Linked DNA regions of Hordeum vulgare: region 2 is linked to region 1. The links are chromatin contacts, called in public Hi-C maps. All regions are on one chromosome and are shown on one strand. The core of a region is the stretch at or near the end of the contact, and the rest is flanking DNA. Distances in the headings are between cores, read along the strand shown. Region 1 holds the start of LOC123448042 (rho GTPase-activating protein 5-like). Region 2 holds the start of LOC123448047 (signal recognition particle 54 kDa protein, chloroplastic-like).

Region 1 (5,327 bases), core at 47-2,546:
AATATACACATAACTGAAGTGAAATATAAATTCCACCTGAATTTATCTGTCTAGCAAGCCTCAGACCAAAGCAAACAGAGGTTGCAATTCCAGCCAAAGTACCATCTCTTTATCCCGATTAAAACCACAACCAAAATAGGCAAACATTACTACTAGCATCTAATCAAAATGTTGTAAAGTGACAACTACTTCAAAAAATAACAGTGGGAACTGGATGATACTGAATATGCAGAAACATTTTGAGTTTAAAAATAGAAGAATGTTTTCGGAGCTTGTGGTGAAGAAACGTGAGAAGAGACAGAGAGAGTGACGGACCTGGCACTGGGAGCGCGGCGGGGCACCTCGGGCTCGAACTCGACGGGAAGCCCGAGGAATCCATGGAACCTGTCGAACGTGACGTGCGCCACGTGCTGCACATCCGTGGGCAGCCCAATCTCCATCCCGCCCTGGCCGTGGCCTTCGCCGCCGTCCTCCGCCCTACACCGGAGCAGCGACTTCCTTAGCAGCTCGAGAAGCAGCGCCAAGAAGGACCAGCGCTCCTCCTCCTCCTCCGATCCTTCCACCTGTCGCTCCGCGGATCCTGCAGGGCCCTGGGCGCTGCTGGTGGTGCCTCTCTGGAGCACGTCGCTATCGGCTAAATAGCGCAGGGAGGTGGAGGAGGAGGAGGAGGAGCCGCGGCTTGCGGGCGAAGCGAGGTTGGTCGGGCCCCGGAACAGCGCCACCTCCGTCATTGCTTTTCCGCCCGAGCTCCCCTTCTTCTTCTCAGGGAATTATTACGGTGCGGCCAGTAATCTGGTGCGGCGTAGGGCCGATTTGGCCCGGCGGTGCGAGCTTTCTTGGGATTTCCTGGGTGGTGGTGGTGGAGTGGGCCAAATGCCTGGGATGATTGGATCCTGGTAGTGGAGTTCTTGGTGGCGGGACGCTAATTTAGGATTGATTTCTGCTCTGCTGGCTCGCCATTGGAGATTGCTGGGACGGGGAGGGGAGGTGATTTGGGCGCTGCATGCGGCCGCGTGGTCCAAATCCACAGCGGAGCGGGGCTTGTATTCTAATCTGGGTCGCGCTGGGGACAAAAAAGTAAGGAAAGGAATCCAAGTGGATCTCTGATTAGCGGGGGTTTCTTGATGTGGTGGTGCGTTGGGTGGGTAATGGTGGATAGGATTTGTGTGGAGGTGGAGGTGGAGCTGGAGCTGGAGTTGGATTGAAGGGAGGGTCAGGCCGCCTGGGTCGACGACGAAGACGATGGTGATGATGATGGTGATGGTGGTGTGACGATCATCATCATCCTTTGGTCTCCTCCTGCGCTCACGCGTGCGGTGCTCTTCTTTCAATTTACAACTGTGTTTTACAAGACACGCGCGTGTATCTAGGTCATCAATTTAACTTATATAAAAGAAACTGTCCGTTGGAGTGCTAACTTATATAAAATTTAACTTATATAAAATTTAGATGTGACCAAAATAGATGTGATTTTGTACTAGAGTTAGTACAAAGACAGTTATTTTGGGACGGAGGGAGTATATTTATTAAGCGTGCCATCCAAGAGAGAGGTGATAATAGCTTCTTCATTTTTAGCGTCGAGAGGTGATAAATAGCTAAATTAACGGGTGATGTGATGCGCCCATGAGCAAATTAACTAACTACCTCGTGTGTACGTACTTGATTCATTCGACTGACGGACGGAGAGTTTGGTAGTACCGTGCTCCCTTTTCGACAATGACTACGCTTTTTGTTGGCAGCACTTTTACGACTGGATGCTGCCTTTTGGCAGGTTTGGTATTCACGTGTTGAATTGAAGGGCCGACTGTACAACAAATTGTGTATGTAAAAATAAGTCATTTCTTTTAGCCATCATAGCAACTCCAACGGACCGACCCAAATTGACGGCGTTTTTGTTCGTTTGGGTCGGCCATTCGCCCGGCGTCCGTCCTGTTTTAGATTTGGGTCAGCGGTGCGTCCAACGCGCCGACCCACTTCACGTCCGCACATAATTTTTGAAGAAGACCCGCGGCCATAGATCATGTCAGCGGCCATGTCTCATGTCATCATCATGCCAGCGCCGGCACACAATGCCGGTTTTAAAAAATATCACCACACAGTTCATGTTGGCGCACTCGCCAGCGGCAGGCGCACATGTCAGCACATAAAAAAGGGGTGGGACTTGAGTTAGACCACGTCATCGCGGCCCCGTGGTCATGCCAGCACACCTGTCGGCATACAAAAAAAGGACGGCGCTCGCCACCATAGATCACTCATAGTCGAACTTGAGCATGTCACCTGCATGAAGGCCGCCTGATCTTGATCACGCATGAAGGTCGCCTGATCTTGATGAAAGGTGGACGGCGTGAACGCCCCTCGGCCGTCCTAGCTTTGTGTCTCGACGGGATCATAGCCAGCGGCCGGCGTACCACCCTCGAAGATCAAGTTCTGCATATAGTCCCCGCCGCCGCCGGTCGGCATTCCGTCGAACAGGTTGCGTGCGCCCGGCAGCACGTCGGCTCGCATCTGCCGCACGCGTTTCCTCACGCCTCCGGATGACGAGCCACCGGGCGCGGGTCATGCTCACTTCGGGCGAGCAATCTCCGGAGAGGTGGGAGGCCTGCGGGTAGACGTGGAAGTTGGGCATGAGGGTGCAAGACGACGCGCGGGGCGAGTCGGGTAGCACCATCCGAGGGAACACGGGTGAGCCGGTGCTGGCCGCGACCACGGCGGCGTTGACGAGGTCGTGTTGGCTAGGGTTTAACCCTAGCATATAGAACGCCTCCCTCGTTGCCGCCGCATGCATGCGGCCCTTCCTCTTGGTCGACTCCCTTGCACGTTGTTCGAGGGTCAGCGTCTTCTTCGGCTTGGGCGCGGCGGCAATCTTGCGGGGGGAGCGAGGCTTGCCTTTGCCGGAGGGGTAGTCGTCATGCCGGACGAGGTGAGGGAGGTGAGGTCGGAGGCGGCGTCGAGGTCATCGTCCATGGCGGGGGTGGGGGCGCGCAGGCGGGAGGGTTTTGTGGGGAAATTGAGGGAAATGGTGGAGGCTGACACCGACCACCGGGCCAGGGGGAGGAGAAGGCGCGCGCACATGCATCCATCTCGTGTCCGCGTCAACGCAAATCTGGCTCAAAAATGAGCCGAGAATGGGTCGGCAGGCGGACGCCAAGTGAACCCGCGTCCGTTTGGGTCGGCGAGTTGGGTTGACTTTTGTGTCAGCGCCGATCCAAACGAACGCCAAGGGACGAAATGGATCACCCCGTTGGAGTTGCTCTCAGATCTTCATCCAAATAGCCTTGTCACTGTTCATCTTCTTCCTCCCGCACGGCGTGCCACCCAACCTTAATCACCGGCCTCCACCACCCGCGGTTGGTAGACTCCCACAACCACCTTGTTCCCTCCCCGTCCTTTTCTCGACCTCCCCTTACCATCGTGTTGATCGCCATCCAAGGCTATCCTTCTTAGCCCCCAACCCCCTCCACATGTCCTTTCCCTACCGCTGTGCTCGTCGTCGTCCATGGCCATCCCTTCAAGCCCCCATCTCTGTGACGGAGCTTGAATGAAATCTTTGGAGGGGCAAAATAATTTTTACATGACATGTGAACTTCTCGATGAAGATGTACATCACGTTAGGCTTTGTTAGGAAAAATCTACTTCGTTGTGTAGTTCATGTAGCTAGTTTTCTTTTAGAATCTTTATATTTGCCTGGAAAGAGAACCCATAAAGTATTGCAGGCGAACATACTGAACTATTCACCCTAACAATGAAGGCCCATGATGTTAAAGGCAGTTAATGAAGGCATGTCGTTGCGATGCCCAGCTAGAAAGGGCCATAGAATGGGCTATATCGTCAACCCTCGCGCACTTGTCAACATGTTTCCCCGCCTCCAACTATGACGTCATTTCTCACAACGTCGTCCCGTCGCTGTGAGATCTTGGCTTAGCCCCGTCATCGATGTCGTAGCTCGTTATCACTCGCCGGTTTTTGGCCTCAGCCTCCGCACGGCTTACTTCTTCCTTTACATGCAAAATTGACTTAGACCTCAAAAATATCAATAGACTTACATATAGCCTAGGAGCAAATTAAATTGAGATGTAGACAATTAGTCTCGCATGAAAACTCATAGAAAAAAAAACCTTGCTTCGCCACATTTCTATTGATTACTTAGTGCAAAAACTTACACTCACCCGGCTGGAAACACGTCGTGTGAGGCCGACTAGAACATCTTCCACGCAACCGTCACACCTCCATGTCATTATCTTAATCTCAAGACGTCTCAAGCCACTAGTCACACCTCCATGTCATTATCTTAATCTCAAGACGTCTCAAGCCACTAGTCTTCTTCCCCGGCATATTACGAACACTTTTTCCTTTTTTAGTATTTTTTGTTGCATCAACTCAGTAATCTACGATTAACTAGAGGAATGGACATTTAGGTTGACTAAATATTGTGTTACATTATTCATATATAGGGGGAAAAGTCTACTAGTGGTATTTTCATATCATGGCTAGTTAAAATTAGCTTTATTTTGAGTTTCATGTCATTGGTGAATGTTATGAACAAGAAAAGTGCATATGTAACAAGTTGGCTAGAAGCGCGTCGTTCACGCCTGCGTGACCTACACGGACATGCATGACACGACCATGGTCCCTAGAGTGGCGAAATTGGGTGACCTTGTCTTTGTCCCATTTCGGGCACATGTAATAATCGATGTTGGGGTTGGCTTCACCAACAGGGGCAAGGTCCAAGATGGCGTGATCCGTCTCGGCAACTCTCACCATCTTTGTGTTGTTGCACCATTTGGCGCTCTCCTTTCTACCCTAAATATGTCAGTGCCTCTTTGTACTCGAGCCAAATGGCGTGCGTGTTGGAAATATGCCCTAGAGGCAATAATAAATTATTTATTATCATATTTCCTTGTTCATGATAATCGTTTATTATCCATGCTATAGTTGTATTGACTGGAAACTCGCATACATGTGTGGATACATAGACAACACCGTGTCCCTTGTGAGCATCTACTAGACTAGCTCGTTGATCAAAGATGGTTAAGGTTTTCTAGCCATAGACATGAGTTGTCATTTCATAACGGGACCACATCATTAGGAGAATGGTGTGATGGACATGACCCTATCGTAAGCATATCATTTGATTGTATCATTAAGTTTATTGCTATTGCTTTCTTCGTGTCAAGTATGTGTTCCTAAGACCATATGCGATCATGCAACTCCCTAACACCGGAGGAATACCTTATGTGTGTAAAATGTCACAACGTAACTGGGTGATCACAAAGATGCTCTACAAATATCTCTGAGGGTGTCTGTTGGGTTGGCATGGATCGAGAGTG
Region 2 (4,889 bases), core at 1,770-4,269, 670 kb before region 1:
CTTTTTCAGAAGTTGTTCAGAAATTTCAGAAAATGATCTAGTTTTCAAGTTTTTCTTTCCAAAATTTTTGTATTTACAATTTACTTATAAATTCATCCACATTTTAAAATATTGTTCAGGAATTTAGAATATTGTTTTTTGTTTTGCAAAAATTGTTCATTATTTTTCTTTAAATATATATATATTCAAGATTTTGAAAAATGTTTCCGTTTCAAGAATTGTTTCCAAATTTGAAAAAAATTGTCGTTGTCTTGAATTTTTATTGGGAGTTTGAAGAATTGTTGCCATTTTACAAAAAGTGTTCAGACTTTTTGAAAAATATCCGGTTTTAGAAAATATTTAGGAGATGGGAAAATGATTTGGTAGTTTAAAAAATGTTTGTATTGGAATTAACAAAAGTTCACATAGCAATATTTGGAGTTTAATTTTTTTAATCTGCTAACAAATTAGAAAAGTGATCCCGTATCATGAAACATTTACTTTTTTCAAAAAAATCTTTTGCGTTGGAAATTTAAAAAATATTCCAATCTATGATGGAATGTGTTCTTATAGTTTTAGCGCTGCTTCGGAGCATTAGCGTTGGTAGTCTCACGAAAGTTTGTACCATGAGATGACAAGTTTGATTTCTTGTGAAGTCTCTAATTTTCTACAGTATTATAGGCTTTCTCTACAGTAGACCGGCGCTAGCTTCAGGGGCGTCCCAGTTGGGTATCCGCCTGTGCATGCAGTGCGGCACCTAGAAGCTCCCAATGGCGCCAGGACCTCCTAGCCGGCGCTACTGGCGCTGATTGCCGGTGTGGCGCTCATGCACGCACGATCGTGGGTCAGCCCAGATCTCTCAATCAACCTCGCCAGTTTCTCTGCCAGCTTTGGTCGCTCGTTTGATTTTGAAGGTCACGGTCTTCTAAAAAAGGGTAGGTCGTGGTTGATGAGTAGACTTTGAAATAAATGAAAAAAAAAATCAATTAATAAATGTTCATGGATTTTGAAAAAGTTCAAAAGGTTGACCATTTTCGAAAAAGTACATCGATTTTGAAAAAATTGCGTCAAATTTGAAAAATATATCATCCAAAAAAGAAAAAAGTTCATGAGAAAAGTTTGTAATTTCTTGAAAAAATACATATGTTATTTATCAAATTGAAATCAAGTTCATGAGAGAAAAGTTCGTAGATTTGAAGATTAATTTCACAAAAATTATTGTCATCGAATAAAAGAAAAAAAGAAAAGGGAGAAAGGGTAAAAGGAAAGAAGATGCAGCCTGGAAGGAGTTCACCCGAGATCACTAATTGACGAATACATCTTTCAATGATCACTTTTACCTTTTCAGTTTGCATTGCATGTGTGTCACTTCTCGTAACTTGAAAGTTTTCCTTTTTTTAGTAGTTTCGTATTTTTAAAATATTTTATCTTGTAAACCGTGCGTCGAAATCTTGAATCGTTTTCATCATTGTGTTTCTGGCGTTGAAATCTTCAAAACTAGATCCCATGTTGATAGATTTTGACGATTTTTTACGAAAAAATACGAATGAACAAACGTGCTTCTCGCGAAAAAAGCAGAAAACATGTTTTTTCTTTTCCGACAGGCACAACCGTGTCTCTCGCGAAAGCAAAACCGTACCTCTCACAAAAAAAAACTGAAAACACGTTTTCTTTCCTTTTCAAGAGGCACGACCGTGCCTCTCGCGGAAGCAAAATCGTGCCTCTTGCAAAAAATAGAAAATATATTTTTTCTTTCTGAGAGGCACAATCATGCCTCTCGAGAAAACAAAAACTGTGTCTCTCACGAAAAAAATTAAAAACACTTTTTTTCCTTTTCGAGAGACACGACCGTCCCTCTCGTGAAAAAACAAAAAACATGTTTTTTCGTGCAAAATTTTGGAATATTTTTGTCCAAAAGCTAAGAAAAACTGATGAAAACCGGAGCATAAAAACCCTAGAAAAAATTAATTAAAAAAACGAAAACGCATGCAAAAAAAAAAAATCTAAAGGAAACACTCAGAACATGACACGTGACGGTGGCTGAGAACACGTCAAGTAGCGACGCATGATAGTGATCGTTGGGAGGCTTTCTAGAAAGTACTCCTTAATTAGTTGCTCTCGAGTTCACCGGCTTGATTCACTATATGCGCACCTTTTTTTGCATTTTAAGAAAACATAATAGAAAGAGAGTTGGGCCGGCCCAGCACGGAGGAACTTCAGGGCGCATATTATTGTAATTCATCAAAATTTATTTTTAAAGGTAGAAGAAAAAAATAACTGAAACATATCATGACAATTTCAGTGTAAACATCATGTCAATTTATGTGCAATAGACATGGCAACTTTTAACCCAAAAAAAGCATGATCTAGTTACAAAGATCTCGTTGTGATCGATTTAATGATGAAAATAGTTTTTTAATCAATTATTTATTTAAAAGATAAAATATTTTAAAAACTGGAAATAAAAAGATCCCTACATGTATGCATGTGATGACATGGCGCAATCTATGTGTTATAAATGTGTGGATGAATGTTGCTCCGGTCACAAATATGGACGTTATCGCGATTCAAATAATATCCACCCGCCAACGAGAAGGACCCGTGAATCTATGCCCCTCAAAATAGAAATAAAAATGGATCTATAGTCCTCGACTTGATACGAGCCGTTTCATGTCAGCATTTGTTCTCTAACACCGCGGCGTCCAGAACGGCTCAGTTAGAGCATCTCCAACAGTCCGTATATTCAATCGTTGGTATAAGTGTTCACGTCAACAATCAACAGTACATCATACAAGCTCTTTAATGGAATGTATGATAATCGTATGTAGAATAACTAAGTGAGTTTATTAAATATTAAAGAAATAACCATGCTTGCCTCGTAGCTTGTGCGTGAACCGTTGCTTCAAGTTCATACGATTTCATTCTTTTTTTATTATTATTATGTCATGTCATCAAAATCATCTACAATCAATACATTCGAGATGGCTGAGAACTCCCTCTTATCCTCCTCGTTGCTTGGCTCGCCTCGCCTCCGCAGAACGCTCCCCCTCTCCAATGGAGGCCACTGCCACACTCACGCTCTCTTCGTCTCCCACCGGCGCCCGCCGCTTGCCGGCCAGGCCCGCCGCGGCCTCCCTTCACCTCCGCCGCGTGCCCGATCTCTCCTTCCGCCTCCGCGGGGCCCAAGGTCCCGCTGCCTTCCGCGCCCTCTCTTCCCCATTCCCGGTTCGCTCTGAGCATCTGCAACTTCCTAGCTTCTTCCCTCTGAGAACGATCTCGACCTTGTCTCCTTTTAACCGGATGTTTTTCTTACCTTGTTACGGTTTGGGGCGCCCTCAGGGATGCAGGAGAAGGAGGAGGGGAAGCGGGATGGTTGTGAGGGCGGAGATGTTCGGGCAGCTCACCACCGGGCTGGAGTCTGCGTGGAACAAGCTGCGAGGCGTCGGTGCGTTCGCTTCTTCGCTTGCTTCTCGCCTCGTGTGTGGATTTTGTTTTTGTCATACGTAATGCTCTAGTTGCAATGTGTTGAACAGAGTCACATTCAGTTTTCCTCCCAAAAATATGTGTGGTGTGTCGAATCGTGTATCAGGTTCACAGATTCTTATATGAAACTGTGAAGTTCTAGATTGGCTATCTATGAAGTGATAACTTTTTTTGCTTACAACTTTGTAATGTGTGGATCGTTTTGTCCAAACGATTCAATGCAGTATGAGTTTTTCATGCTTGATCAGCAACGCTGACTGCACCCTCTGTAGCTTTGTTATAAATCATGATTGTAAATAATGAGGGAAATGCCTTTTGTGGTTTAAGATCGACTGACAAAGGAGAATATCGCTGAACCGATGCGGGATATTAGAAGAGCACTTTTGGAGGCAGATGTATGTCTCATCTCTTTCAGTACATGGCTTTCTTGTGGATCTATATTTCTACTTTTTTGTCTTCACAATCTAATGCAGAACCTACTTTGCAGGTAAGTGTGCCAGTAGCAAGAAGTTTTATCGAGTCCGTTACTGAAAAGGCTGTAGGCACTGATGTGATCCGGGGTGTCCAACCTGAGCAGCAGTTGGTGAAGGTATACTCAAATCTGAGGATCCTGGAGAATTATAGATTACATGCGTCAAATTTTCTATGTATACTTTGCATAGCCATTATTGACGGGTGCATATTATTGTGCACACAAGTGACCTTAATTGAGGAATTCATTGATTAGCTTGGGCTAACTGAATGTGGTCTTCCAATATAATACTATATGTACTTCTAGCTCTAGAGGACTAACAAGAGTTAAATGATGTAGGTTGTGAATGATGAACTTGTACAACTGATGGGTGGAGAGGTGTCAGATTTAGTATTTGCAAAAACTGGCCCAACGGTTATCCTATTGGCAGGTCTGCAAGGTGTTGGGAAAACTACCGTCTGTGCTAAGCTTGCCTTCTATCTGAAAAAGATGGTGCATTCCTGAGCTTTCTTCTTTAAGCATTTTCCTAAGAGCCCAGGCCATCAGTGCTTATAAACCAGACTCAGGTTACAGGGGAAGAGTTGTATGCTGGTTGCTGCAGATGTTTACAGGCCTGCTGCTATTGACCAACTCACTATTCTGGGTAAAAAGGTACACGTACTGAAATTGATCTTTTCACCTCCGTATTGAGTTGGAAACGTTTTCTTGCTAATACCTGTGTCTACCTTCGATTCAAACGACTCTAGAGCTATCAGTAATGCATGTCTATTTTTTTCAAATTTTGAAATTAAAACTACAGTTACTTTTGAATGTTGATAGGTTGGTGTACCAGTTTACTCAGAAGGAACGGAAGCAAAACCTTCAGAGATTGCCAAGAACGGTTTGAAAGAAGCAAAGAGCAAGAAGACCGATGTAGTTATAGTGGATACTGCTGGAAGATTGCAGGTAACTCTTA

The links. A called contact is a pair of places that touch in the nucleus more often than the background predicts.
Region 2: a contact with region 1 is called in a Hi-C map of seedling, with 2.9 times the contacts expected there. The contact joins the promoter of LOC123448047 here to the promoter of LOC123448042 in region 1. A contact is called at or near these places in 2 of 6 Hi-C or Micro-C datasets (leaf and seedling) and 1 of 1 datasets of contacts at active chromatin or transcription factors (embryo).

The regions. Positions count from the first base shown.
Region 1 is chr4H:108,021,510-108,026,836 of MorexV3_pseudomolecules_assembly, reverse strand. It overlaps LOC123448042 (rho GTPase-activating protein 5-like), which reads right to left and starts at 1,296. Exons shown (of 5, transcript XM_045124811.1): 1 at 316-1,296. The coding sequence starts at 731.
Region 2 is chr4H:108,696,271-108,701,159 of MorexV3_pseudomolecules_assembly, reverse strand. LOC123448047 (signal recognition particle 54 kDa protein, chloroplastic-like) reads left to right here and starts at 3,019. Exons shown (of 15, transcript XM_045124815.1): 1 at 3,019-3,204; 2 at 3,319-3,424; 3 at 3,790-3,857; 4 at 3,950-4,051; 5 at 4,274-4,426; 6 at 4,508-4,585; 7 at 4,754-4,879. The coding sequence starts at 3,034.